Regions from separate parts of the Mus musculus genome. Here regions 1 and 2 are each linked to region 3. Evidence: chromatin contacts called from public promoter capture Hi-C data. All regions are on one chromosome and are shown on one strand. The core of a region is the stretch at or near the end of the contact, and the rest is flanking DNA. Distances in the headings are between cores, read along the strand shown.

Evidence for each region. Promoter capture Hi-C pulls out the DNA fragments that hold promoters and counts their contacts.
Region 1: a contact with region 3 is called in a promoter capture Hi-C map of the C10 cell line. The contact joins the enhancer-like site here to the promoter of Virma in region 3. A contact is called at or near these places in 8 of 39 promoter capture datasets (the 3T3-L1 cell line, the C10 cell line, embryonic stem cells and 3 more), 3 of 115 datasets of contacts at active chromatin or transcription factors (bone marrow-derived macrophages, embryonic forebrain and pro-B cells) and 1 of 9 other capture datasets (adipose tissue).
Region 2: a contact with region 3 is called in a promoter capture Hi-C map of pre-B cells. The contact joins the enhancer-like site here to the promoter of Virma in region 3. A contact is called at or near these places in 4 of 39 promoter capture datasets (cranial neural crest, embryonic stem cells, neutrophils and 1 more), 1 of 15 datasets of contacts at CTCF or cohesin (large pre-B cells) and 2 of 115 datasets of contacts at active chromatin or transcription factors (large pre-B cells and pro-B cells).

Annotation. Positions count from the first base shown.
Region 1 is chr4:10,891,434-10,895,652 of GRCm38.p6, reverse strand. 2610301B20Rik (RIKEN cDNA 2610301B20 gene) reads right to left here. Exons shown (of 6, transcript NM_026005.3): 5 at 2,295-2,390. Among named protein-coding and RNA genes, the nearest start is that of 2610301B20Rik, 19 kb to the right of the region's middle. Within about 2 kb of position 2,347, at least 1 of the 459 cell types and tissues checked has an H3K27ac peak or open chromatin away from gene starts, as enhancers often do.
Region 2 is chr4:10,913,248-10,917,550 of GRCm38.p6, reverse strand. No RefSeq gene overlaps it. Among named protein-coding and RNA genes, the nearest start is that of 2610301B20Rik, 41 kb to the right of the region's middle. Within about 2 kb of position 2,615, at least 45 of the 459 cell types and tissues checked have an H3K27ac peak or open chromatin away from gene starts, as enhancers often do. A contact at or near this core is called in pre-B cells and pro-B cells, where this site is marked.
Region 3 is chr4:11,483,716-11,488,220 of GRCm38.p6, reverse strand. It overlaps Virma (vir like m6A methyltransferase associated), which reads right to left and starts at 2,263. Exons shown (of 24, transcript NM_001347055.1): 1 at 2,116-2,263. The coding sequence starts at 2,178.

The DNA of each region.
Region 1 (4,219 bases), core at 1,098-3,597, 590 kb after region 3:
AAGTTCCAGGCCAGCCAGACTATACTGCTAGAATTAAGCTATACTGCTTAGGCCTCTCTAAAAGCACTCAACTGCGAGTCACCACTGAAAGGACTACATTTAAGCTCCTTACTACTGCTTTCCTAAGCTTTTTTTTTTTTTTTTTTTTGAGACAGGGTTTTTCTGTGCAGTCCTGGATATCGAGGAAATCACTCCATAGACTAGGCTGGCTTTAAACTCTTCCTGAGCTAGGCTTCTTGAAACCTTCTGAAGTTCCAAGAGGATTCACAGTTGAAGTCATGAGATTGGATGTTATTACCCAAGAGGGCAGCTTGGAAGAAGCCAGTGCAGAGTTGTTTTGTTAAGATGTTTTGGGCTTATATGGTAAAGGGAAGGATGGCTATGTCAGGGCTATTTGAGCAGATGTATCCTGAATGCTGATGGGAAGGAGTTTATGTAGGAAGAGATACTTTTTAATGACAGGTCTTCTAGAAGTGACTATTCTGAACAGCTACTGATGTCACTCAAGAGGACAGGCATGGGAACAGAGTGAGAAGGCTCACCCTACCTCAGACACTCACCTGTGCCACAAAGGCCTGTGCAGGTGAACTCAAGAGGTCCACCTGCCTCTGCCTCCTGACTGCTAGGATGAATAGTGCACCACCATTGCCCAGGTGTTCTTGGGCCCTTTTGACTTCTCTATACTACTTCAGCTCTTGACATCTTTTGTCCTTGTTCAAACTACTTCTGACTCTCCACTCATGCCATCTGACTTCACCTCTCTCTGTGTCTTTAAAAATACCCCTTAAGTGCTAGGGACATACTCCATTCAGAGTTCTTGGCTAGCATGCATGAAGTCCTGATTCAAACTCTACCTTTCTGGGTGCTGGAGGTGAAATGTATCCATCTTCCCTTTCCTCTAGCTCTATTATCACATTCAGTGTGGTGTTCTCTATGCTGTCTCCCTCTCAGCTTCTGAGAGTGGCCAATGAGGTGCTGAAGAATGTCAACTGGATAAAGAAATGCTAAGGACTTACACGAAATAGATGCATCAATAACTTGCATCTTGGTTGAGATGACCATATTCTTTAGTTGTTATCCCCTTGTCTTTTAAACATATTCTTATGTATCTTGAGTGTTCAGTTTATTTTTCACTGATTTATGTAATAACTACCAGTTTAGTTTTAACAGTGTAATATAGCTCTAGTAATCACTATTTCTGGTAAACTATATTCTAAAATGAAACTATCAAACACCTACAGTAAACTAACTGGTGTCTCTTTTCTCTTGTAATAAGGTCTGGTCTTGAACTCACTGTCCCCCTGCCTCAGTTTCCAGAGCGTACCACATCTACCATTCTGGACGACTGAGACACTGTATGTTTCTCATGTACCAAGTCAATCACTTACCAGAACTTACTCTGTGCCTGTGCTTGCTACTGTTTCGATGTTACACACACCTCACTAGCTGGTCTTATAAAAATTCATGTCCATGTTGGTCACTTATGAGAATGCTTAGTCACTTTGTTAGATTAACCAGGAGATAGTGAATAGTAAAACACAAACCAAAACAAATCCAAAAAAACTCAAACCAAACCAAAACAACAGCCCCCCCATCACCAAAGAGGTCTGAAATTTAAAGTTAATTTTTAAACTGTGAGAGTAAAAATGGTTGAAGCTGAGAGCAGGTGGTTGAACCTGGGATTCTGGAACTACAGTAGACTTTTTTTTTGGGGTCAGGACTGCAAAACTTCTGCAGTTAAGACTTTTCCATGTGTTTGTATATTTTGTGTTGGAAACACACGAGTGCACAAGTGAGTTTCAAACAGAGTGATAAATGAAGAAAGCAAGATGCATGATGAAGCAGACAGGGCAGGAAGGGTCTGGGGAGAGGAATGGGGTCAGACATGTCAGGAGATGGAACCTGCACCGTCAGCTGGGAAGAATGCGACCAAAGGCTCTGATGGAGCTAAGCTGGAGGTGGAGAGAAGCTGGATGATGGAGGGTTCTGACGGTGACATCTGCATGCAGAAGGACCCGGCAGGATGACACCATCCTCAGAGCTCTGCTGTGAGAGTGAGCATGCAAAGAATGGTCTCAACAAGGAGGTTCCCGAGCAAACATCAGAGCGGCTACCTCTGTATTCTCATTCCGAAACCTATCCTTATGTAGGCTGACGGCAAACAGATTAAAAAAGATGAGGAGGGTAAGAGTCAGAGACCACGTGACTAGACCAACAAACAAAACACACAAACACTCAAGAAATGAAAAGCCCTTAGTACATTTTTTCATAGGCGAAACTCTTCAGAAACATACCTGAAGAACAGGTAGTCACATGACTTGTCCCACATATAGTCATTGTAGCTCACTATCCGGAAATCACAGGCTACACAACGCAGTCGGTCACATGCTCTGCTCAGAGAGAAGGAAATACGCATTAGAGATGATTGCTGTTTAAATATGAAAATATAGCAAATGCTCCAGATAACTGAATAAACAACAGAAAGATACAGCTTTACCAACTGTACTTGTTTGTACTAAAGGACTGTTTATATGTTCAAGCTTTCTGGTTAGATGTAGTAGTACACTCCTTTAATCCCAGCACTTGGGAAATATCTTAGCACTGTGATTTCAAAGCCAGCTTGATCTTTATAGTGAGTTCTAAGCCAGGTAGGGCTACACAATAAGACTCTGTTTCAAAAGAAACAAAACCAAAAACAACAAAAAAAGCTTCCAGGTTAATTTTCATATCTATCTTATAAAAGTCTTGCATGATATCTGCATATATACATATATAAATGAATAATATATGGGCATAAAATGAAGAGTGGATTGGCATATCAAGAATGTGAAATGCTACACTGAAACCAAACTCTCTTCCATTTATGCTTCAATGCTGGAACCATCACTTGCTGTTTCCAAAATATCTGGCATAAGTGCTTTCATTTGCCCATTACAAAAGGCTGCTGAGAACCTGTCTGCCTGTGATGTTCTTGGATTCTAGTGACAGAGTAACTAAACAGGATTCACTGTAAATAAGGTATTACTATGTTAGCACATGAAAGGAGCTTTGAATGAAATAACAGATTAGGGTAAGGAAATTAGGAATACTGGGTAGAGATGGGTTGGAATTTGAATAGGGTAGCCTGGACTGGTCTCATTAAGCAGTTTCTTTAAGAACGACTATGGGTTGTTTGAGGGAGCAAAAGATCATGCTTGAATAGTGATGGCAAAGATACAATGAATAGCAAGACTGTGGCTATGTTGGAGAATGAGGACCCAGTGCCTGTCTAAGGAGATGAAGTAACAAGCAGGTCTCCTGAAAGTACTACGAAGTAGAGGTGTATATGTGAACATGGTGTCTAAGAAAAGTGATACTATATACAAGTTTAAGAGAAGTATGAATTGCTGCTGCAGCGACAGAAACTTCCATTATTTGAAATATTTAATAAACAGATTCAACAGATACATTTGATAAAAATAAAAAGTTGACAAGTTGTTAAGACACACACAGGGAGAGGGAGAGGGAGAGGGAGAGGGAGAGGGAGAGGGAGAGGGAGAGGGAGAGGGAGGGAGGGAGGGAGGGAGGGAGAGGGAGAGAAAGAGAGGGAGGGAGAGGGAGAGGGGGAGAGAGAGGGGGAGAGAGAGGGGGAGAGAGAGGAGAAGGAGGAGGAGGAGGAGAGGGAGGGAGAGAGAGAGGGGGGAGGGGAAGGAGGAGGAGGAGAGGGAGGGAGGGGGAGAGGGGGGGAGGGAGAGAGGAGTGCACACATACAAGCATGAGCACACACACAGTAACAGGGTGGGAGACCCAGTAGTCAACGGCTTTTCCCTACACACAAAGTACTTACAAGGACAACAAAGTGAATAAACAAGACAGTCTCCATGGGACTAGGGAGGCAGTATAGACACTGGCTCTCAATACAAAGTGCTTTAGTCAAGGAATTTCTTTCAGACTCAAGTTTTCTTTATATATTTTCCAATTTTGCTTTTGCTCTTTTTGATAGTGCTGTTTCAATATATTTTACTAATATATACTTTTTTCCAGTAATATTTCTGCAACAAATAAAATAAAACAAGCCCATTAGTAATTTTTTTCCTTTCAAAATTCAAATATTGGCTAGGCAAGGTGGCACATGCTTCTAATCCCAGTACTTTCAAGATGGAGACAGAAGGATCATCATCGGCTACATGGTGAGTTCAAGGCTAGCCTGGACTCCATGAGACCATCTCAAATTTCAGAT
Region 2 (4,303 bases), core at 1,366-3,865, 570 kb after region 3:
ATGTCTGCTTGCCTGTGTGTACACACACATGTCTGCTTATCTGTGTGTACACAGACATGTCTGCTTGTCTGTATGTACACACACACACATGTCTGCTTATCTGTGTGTACACAAACATGTCTGCTTGCCTGTGTGTACACACACATGTCTGCTTGCCTGTGTGTACACACACATGTCTGCTTGCCTGTGTGTGCACACATGTCTGCTTGCCTGTGTGTACACACACATGTCTGCTTATCTGTATGTACACACATGTCTGCTTGCCTGTGTGTGCACCACGTGCATGCAGGTCCCTGCAAGGCCAAGAGAGAGTGTTGGGACGTCCAGAACTGGAGTTACAGGAAGTCTTATGTTCTCCATGGTCGATGCTGTGAACAGGACCCTGATATTCTGTAAGAGCAGCATATGCTCTTAGCTGCCAGGTCATCTCTCTACCTAATGTGACTCTTCAGGGTCCTTAAGGTTCCTTGTCTCTTGCCTCTCTGTCCATGGCTACAAATAGCATTCATCTGCCTCCTTGATCCTGCCTGCTCCTTCCTCGGGATACCTTCGATGCCTCCTTTTGGCACATCGCAGTTCGCTTGAGTCATTTATCTCACTTTTAATTACATGTGTGTGTCTACAGTAATTTTGTTTTGAGATGCCACTCCTCAGCTCTCAATCTATGTGCTTTGGGTAGCATTGTCCAAACCCTGGACTCTGAAGTGGATCGTGTGACCAGGCCAGTGGGTACAATCCATCCCTGGTGGCTTCAGTGATTGGTTCGGGAGCAGGCAGGTGATGTACACAGTCATTCAAGGTTAAGGGCACCTGACTGTTGGGCTTTGGATCAGTGACTCTCATACTTCCACCAGTCTAAGCTGGTGACAATGTAAGCTTGGGTTACTGCAAGTAGCCCAAGAGATGCAGAGCCAAAGGAAGGCTCCCAGTGACATAATTTAAGCTCTGAATCAAACCGTACCTGAAGCCAAATCCATCTCGTCTGTCTTAGTCACTGCTCTACTCCTGTGAAGACACACCAAGATCAAGGCAACACATAAAAACAGAAAGGCATTTAACTGGGAACTTGCTTACAGTTTCAGAGGCTTAGTTCATTGTCATGGCAGGGAGCGCACTGCATGCATGGCACTGGAGCTGTAGATGGCAGCTACGTCCTGATCTAAAGGCCCAGAAAGACCCTGGTCCTGGCATGGGACTCAAACCCCACCCTCAGTGACACACCTCCTCCAACAAGACCACCCCTCCTAAGCCTTCTAATCTTATCAAAGAGTTTGTGGTGGGTTGAATAGGTTTGGCACTAACTAAGACAGAGTTCCAGTCCCTTGTGAGTAAGCATTCAAATAGATGAGCCTATGGTACCATTCCTGTTCAACCCCCATACCATCTTTGCACATTTTGGCTACAGGACCCAGCTGATTGTTAAGTAGGGAACTGTTTGGAACTGCAGTTGAACAGTCTCAGCATAGGCTTGGCCTATGCTGTCTTCCCTTTTACTACAAGTGAAGGGACTGTATTTGTGCCTAGGACCTGGCTCAGTCCCTAGTATAAGAGTGCTCAACAAATGAGTGAAGAGAGGTCTTAGAGCCACCCTTCCTCTCTCAGACCTAGAAACGAGACAGCTGGTGGTGGCTCTTTGTGGGTGTACTGGCTAGTTTTGTGTCAACTTGACACAGCTGGAGTTATCACAGAGAAAGGAGCTTCAGTTGAGGAAATGCCTCCATGAGATCCAATTGTAAGGCATTTTCTCAATTAGTGATCAAGGGGGAAAGGCCCCTTGTGGGTGGGACCATCTCTGGGCTGGTAGTCTTGGTTCTATAAGAGAGCAGGCTGAGCAAGGCAGGGGAAGCAAGCCAGTAAAGAACATCCCTCCATGGCCTCTGCATCAGCTCCTGCTTTCTGACCTGCTTGAGTTCCAGTCCTGAATTCTTTCAGTGATGAACAGCTGCATGGAAGTGTAAGCCGAATAAACCCTTTCCTCCCCAACTTGCTTCTTGGTCATGATGTTTGTGCAGGAATAGAAACTCTGACTAAGACAGTGGGTGACAGTCATATGATAGGGTCCCGTGGGAACCAGTTTTCTTTAGAGTAAGGAGCTTTAGCTACAAGAAAGAACTATCACAGAAAAAGCTCTTTGTGACTCATGAGACTCTCGGAGTACCTAAAATTCTCTTAGTAAAACCAGTTTCCTTATGGTTCTCTCTCTCTCTCTCCCTCCCTTTCTCTTTCTCTCTCTTTCATTTGCTTAGAGAATAACTAGAATTACCTTTAAAAAGTTGGGATAGGAAGGGGCTGAGGGTGGGGTGGGGCAAACATGGAATTGGGAACTTTTGAGCTCTGCCAATATGTTACCTTTTCAAAAATTACATAAGGCACTGGCAAATCTCAGAAGGTAAGGGACTTGTTGCTAAGCCTGATGGCTTGAGTTTGATCCCTACAACCCACATGGTGAGGAAAAGAACATATTTGGGCCAGTTGTCATCTGATTTCAACATGCATGTGTGACATGTCTTCATGAATGCATGTGCAGAGACACAGGCACAGATACACACACTCACTAAACCTACCATGAGCTGTTATCAGCTCTCCACAGCTGCGGGAGGGTGTGTGGCAGCTGTTTCCCTTTGGGGCGGGTGGTTAGGGGGTATGCTGGCTAGTCTTCCATCAACTTGGCACTCAAACTAGACTTATCTGGAAGGAGGGACTCCCAGTAGAGAAAATGTCTCAATAAGATCTGTCTGTAAGGCATTTTCTTAATTAGTGATGGATGGGGGATGGCCCAGCCCATTGTGAGTGATACAGTCCCTGGGGCTGGTAGTCCTGGGTTCTGTAAGAAAGCAAGGGGGCAAGCCAGTAAGCAGCACCCCTCCATGGACTCTGCATGAGCTTTTGCCTCCAGGGTCCTGCCCTGTTGGAGTTCCTGTCCTGACTTTCTTCAGTGATGAACAGTGATGTGGAAGTGTAAGCCAAGTAAACTCCTCCCCAACTTGCTTTTTGGTCATGGCATTTTGTCACAGCAATGGAAACCCTAAGATAGGGTGTATGTTTCTGAAAGGCTGGCAGGACTTCTTGCGTTGACTGGGGAAAGAGAGGTAGAAAGAGGGATGCAGAGGCTAGGGGACTATCTGGAGGGATCTGTCTTGGGTAAGGAAGGCCACACCTGATAAGCAAAAGGGAATAGAATTAGGCAGGCTTAAAAGAAGGGTATGGCAGCAAAGAAACTCTGGTCCTGGCTGGCCTTGATTCCCAAGACTGTTATCTTACAATGTTATATACCAACTATGTCTAGAAGCATGTCCTGTTAGCCTTCTGAGCCTGTGGGTTCTTCGGTAAAATGGAGAGGCTGGAATGACGACCTGGACAATGTGACTCCCAGTTCTGGTGTTCTCTAAGTACTAACCTTCTCTCCATGGTTCCTCTGTGAAATGAAGGGACGCCCCATTCAGAAAAGGTGTGAATGGCACCAGCCATGTGGTAGGTGCCTTAGGACACATGGAGCTTAAGCACCAAGAGCTGGAGTCAACCCAGCTCTCAAGGGCACGCACAGTTCCACCCTGAGTTTAGACATCTGTGGAGAAAGCAATGGGTTAGCCCGGTGTGCAGCCTCCACCTTACCTCCCCTCCCCTCCCCTCCCACAGTGCCTTCCTCTTCGGGCACTCTCATTGGCTGGAGGCTTTGAGACCTGCAGATTGTCTGGGGAGAGGCTGCTGGCCTTCACCTTAGAGATTCTCACTGCGGAGGGGAGACCCCACCTAAGGAGCTCAGTTCTTAGTCACAGGGTGGCAAATTGAGACTAGCAGCATGTGAAGATGCAGGTGTGGGGTCACTTGGGGTCAGGTGGCTGATCTGTGGCGCTGGAGGATACATGTGGGATCCTGGGTCTAGGATATTGTCAGGGTTTAGAAAGCAAGGACCTTGAGTTCAGGGTCTGATACCATGGCAACTGGCTACAAGCACAGGTACTGAAAGGGACTTAGTTCCTGGCATCCAGCCCTTCTGTAGGGCAAGAGCATTAACAGTGGCTCATGGGCAGGAGGAAGAGGCCTTTCAAGCCCTGCAAGACCCCTGCCCAGTGTTTGTGCTCATTTCTGTAAAATCCAGGATAGACACCAGGTAAATAGTGCGTGTCATTTGGGGCGGTAGAGTAATTTCTGATTTTCTATGCATTGCATTCTTATTTTTTATTTTCTGCAGTAATTATAAAACCTTAGAAACAAAACCATACCATTGCACCCTTGGATTGCATGTGCTGAACACCCATGTTCAAAGGTCACGAAGAGATGGTCTCCTGGCCTCAAAGGCCTG
Region 3 (4,505 bases), core at 1,014-3,513:
ACCTTTAATCCTGGTTCCAGGGAGGCTGAGGTAGGTGAATCTCTGAGTTCTAAACCAGCCCTAGTTCACACTGCAAGTTAGCCCCAGTCCAAAAAAAAAAAAAAGAATTTTGTTTGGTTTTAGTGCCTTTTGTTTTGTAAACTAAGTTGGGCTTTTTGGCTTTTTTGTTTAGTTTTGCTAGACAGGGTTTCTCTGCATAGTCCTGGCTGTCCTGGAACTCACTCTATAGATTAGGCTGGCCTAGAAATCACAGAGATCCACCTGCCTCTGCCTCCCAAGTGCTGAGATTAAGGTGTGCTTTGTGATTCAGTTAATGCCATTCATCCTCTACACTCCAGTGATTAGGCATTTTGGAGATAAGACTGTAAACTTCACAGGATTCCCAGTGTACCTCTTTACACAACATATTCTAACTCGAACCAAACATTTCTATACCTCTTACAAACCCCTACTCTTCCAAGATAAAGTCAAATGGGATTTTTTTTTTCTAAACCTTCAACCACTCCCGGAGAGTATTTTTTTAACCTGCTCTGTTTTCCTAGGATCCTTAATTTTTGTCTAAGAACGAAGGATAGAAAAGCCTGAAAGAATGACAAATTGCTTGGTAGACTAGTACTAGGTATGTATGCTTCTTCCAAAAAAAATTGTTTTAAGACAGACTCTTACTATGTAACCCTGACTGTCCTGGAACTTGCTATGAGAGTTCACTGGCCTCAAACTCACAAAGATCTGCCTACCTGGGCTTCCCAAGTACTGGGATAAAAAACATTAATGCCATGCCTGGTTCTTTCTTTAAATTTTATTGTTCTCTACTTCCATAAAGATGTTTGTTCTGGTAACAATTTTGCGTTTGGCAGCCATTTTGCGTTTTCTCAAGTCTGGCTGGAATTACATAGCCCAGCAGTCACTCATTCATTTATTCAAGAAAATGCAGCCGTACTCATTTCATTACTTCATAAGAGAACATTTTAAATCTCTTCTCATTCAGATGCTTATGTTTTCCTAGGTACGGTCTAAACCCAGGACATACAACCGAGAAAGAATAGGAGACACTCTACCCTACTTTCATGTTGTCATATTAAGAGTACAGTAGGGTTGGAGAGATGGCTCAGCGGTTAAGAGCACTGACTGCTCTTCCAGGGGTCCTGAGTTCAAGTCCCAGCAACCTCATGATGGCTCACAAGGAATCTGATGCCCTCTTCTGGTGTGTCTTAAGACAGCGACAGCGTACCCACATACATAAAATAAATAAATCTTAAAAAAAAAAAAAAAAAAGAATACAGTCTTCATAGAAACAAGACAATCCCCAAAGAATGACTCTCGAAATGATTAGGTTTCCGGTGAAACAAACAAATATGAGGCTTGTTCATTTACTCTCTCTTCCTCGCAGCCGAATTTCTCTGTGGACTTCGTTATAGTTCATTTTTGCGAATCTTCGTTAATTCGCTACATTCAGTACATTCAACTTAAGAATTCCAAGGCCTTTCAGGGACGCTAAAGTAATTCTGTACACAAAACTACGCAACACCCCACCTTCGTCCCCTGAAAACAACAGACTTGCTTTCTAATGACAGTCTTTAGTCCTTCAATACTGCATGATTCGCAAGTGTCCTCCACGCAAAGGAGATTCTCGTAGATCTGTCATGTCCTAATAGGTGAATTCCTTCCCAAACTATTGAAGTGCTATGACAAATTGAGCAATGAGACCGCCGTTAGAAGAGAGATAGAAGAGGACTTAGGATCCTGGATAGTCCGTACCCTGAGGGCATCCAGAACCCGACACTACTGTCAAAAACCAGATGCCCAAGCTCACGCCTGCATCCCACCCGAAGTACACCTGAGACCAAGGACCCTCCGCAGGACTCAACGCTGACAGGACAAACTGTCAGCAGCGCGACTGACTCGACTGAAGCCGCGGGCCCCAAATCAAAGCCGAGAAAGGCAGGGCCGCCGCCCAGGGCCACCGGGCTCGCACCGGGCTGGGGGAGGGGGTGTGGACCAGAGGACCCCCGCGCGCGCGCGACTGAGGGAGGACACCGCCCGGACGGCCCCCGACTCCGCAGCAGGGGTACCGGAACTGAGGGGCCGTGTCGAAATCGGGTCGCGAGGCCTTACCTCAGCGCTCGGATGTTTAAAAGTATCTAAAAATAGCAGCTCCATAGACGAGTCCACCGCCATGTCTGCCGCGGGCGGGGGACCGGGAGATGACTTCCGGGGCAGCTCTCCAACCTCCCAGGCCGAGGCTCCAGCTAGGGGGAAAACTGCAGTACTTCCGGTAAACAGGACGCTGTCGTCTCAAGCCTCCACCAATCCCATCGCAGCTTGCTGACTTAAGCCGTAAGCCCCGCCTCCTCCAGCGCGGCGGAGGGCGCCTTCTGCGAGCCCAAAGGGGCAGGGAAAAAAAAAAAAAAAGAGGGGCGGGGACTACGGTGTTTGCAGTGGTCCAAATCCCGTGGTTCTCCGGAGTAGCGGAGCCACGACGCCTGCGAGAGGCGATGAGTTCTAGAAGATAGGAAAGTGTGCCAAATCTAGACACACGGCACCGTATGCCTCCCACGAGGCATGCTCTCCAAACAAAACCATGCAATGAGGGAATCTGAAAAGACACTGTTTTCAAAGAGAAGAAAAGAGCACACACAAGGCCAGCCAGGAGTTGAATCCCAGCTTGAGCTACATGAGACCGTGTCTCAAAAAATGAGGGAAAGGGAGAAAGAGGGAGGGAGACAACTTGTCTCAGCAAACGAAAGGAAAATTTTCTCGTTTATGAAAATGTTAAATATGATGAATAATCCCACGAGCTGATTATGAGGATTAATTCTTATAAGGTTCAAAAAGGTATATAAATGAAACGTCACGAATATAAGAGAGAGCACAAAGTCTATTTCTGGCTGACAAGCAGTCTGCCAATTCCAGCATTTAAAGGACAAAGGAAGAGTTTGAGCTTCAGACCAGCCTAGACTACTACTCCGTGAGACCCTGCCTCAAAATAAAAAGTGTGTTTGTTTTAATTTTATGAATAGTTTCTCTGTCAAGTGCTGGACACTTGAAACTATACATAGTCCTAGGGAGTGTTAAGAAGGAATTTTTCTCTATTCTGGTCCTCTCAGGAACCACCCATCAAGACACAAAGTTGTAGCAAAACAAAAGCAGATCAGCAAAAGTAGGAACAGGCCATCAGGGAGAGAGTGGGGTGGATCAGCTCAGTGCCTAGGCTATCTCCCTCTCAGGGTTTATATAACTGTCTCTTTGTCGTGCTCTGCTGAGGAGGCTTAAAATGTCTCCATTCTCCTGTATGTTTGCCAGAATTGCTTTCAACTAGACACTGTCTATTCATTTGTTAGATTTGTTCAAGGTCTTGTATTTGATCTCATGACCTTCCCTTAGGACATTTTCTTCTTTTTAAAATTGAGGTTTCGGGGGCTGGTGAGATGGCTCAGTGGGTAAGAGCACCCGACTGTTCTTCCAAAGGTCCAGAGTTCAAATACCAGCAACCACATGGTGGCTCACAACCATCCATAACGAGATCTGACGCCCTCTTCTGGAGTGTCTGAAGACAGCTACGGTGTACTTACATATAATCAATAAATAAATCTTTAAAAAAATAAAAAAAATAAAAAAAAAATAAAATTGAGGTTTCACACTGAAGGCTGAGGCCAGGATTTTACAATAGACTGGCAGGCTATCTAAACAAGGAACAGGACTCAAGCTGTCTGTGGGATTCCCCTTTTACCGACGTTTTTCATGTCTATCTTCTGCTTAACAAGACTATGTGGGGAGGGAACAGCAAGTAAACGTGCATATTCTTCTCCCTCAGCTAGGAAAAACAAAAAACAAAACCAAAGAAATACCTTTAAGTCTAAAAGTCCACTCATACTCTTGTTTTTCTCCAGTTCTGGAAATCAAACCTAGGATCTTGAGGTTAGGCAAGTACTCTAAAAGGATCTATATCCCTAACCCACAATTTTTTTAAGCCAGTTAAGTAGCCCAAGCTGATGTGAAAATTGTACATCTCCTATTTCCACCTCCCAACGTTGGGATTCCAGGGATGTGCCCTTTTTAAGAGCAGTTTTACAATAAATTTCACAGACAGTATAGAGAGATCCCATATTTTTCTTTCCCCACCCCAAGTCCCCTTCTATTAATAACTTGAAGTAAGATTGTACATATATTACAATTGATCAGCCAATATTGATATATTATAATTACTGAGTATTGTACAGTTTTGACAAATACATCATTATCGATCCAAGGATACAATCTCTCATGAAATAATTTGTAAGCTTTTCAATTCTCTCTTCTTCCTAAGAGATAGGAGTGTGTGTGTGTGCGTGCACTTGTGTGTGGAAATTTTTGTGTGAATATAAGTTTTCATCTCATTAAGCTCAATATTTAGAGTAATCATGGGACCATATGATAAAAGGACCATCTATATAAGAAACTACCAAACTGTCTTCTAAATATTTATCTCATTTTGCACTTACCCAGCATTAAGAGTCAGTGTTTTA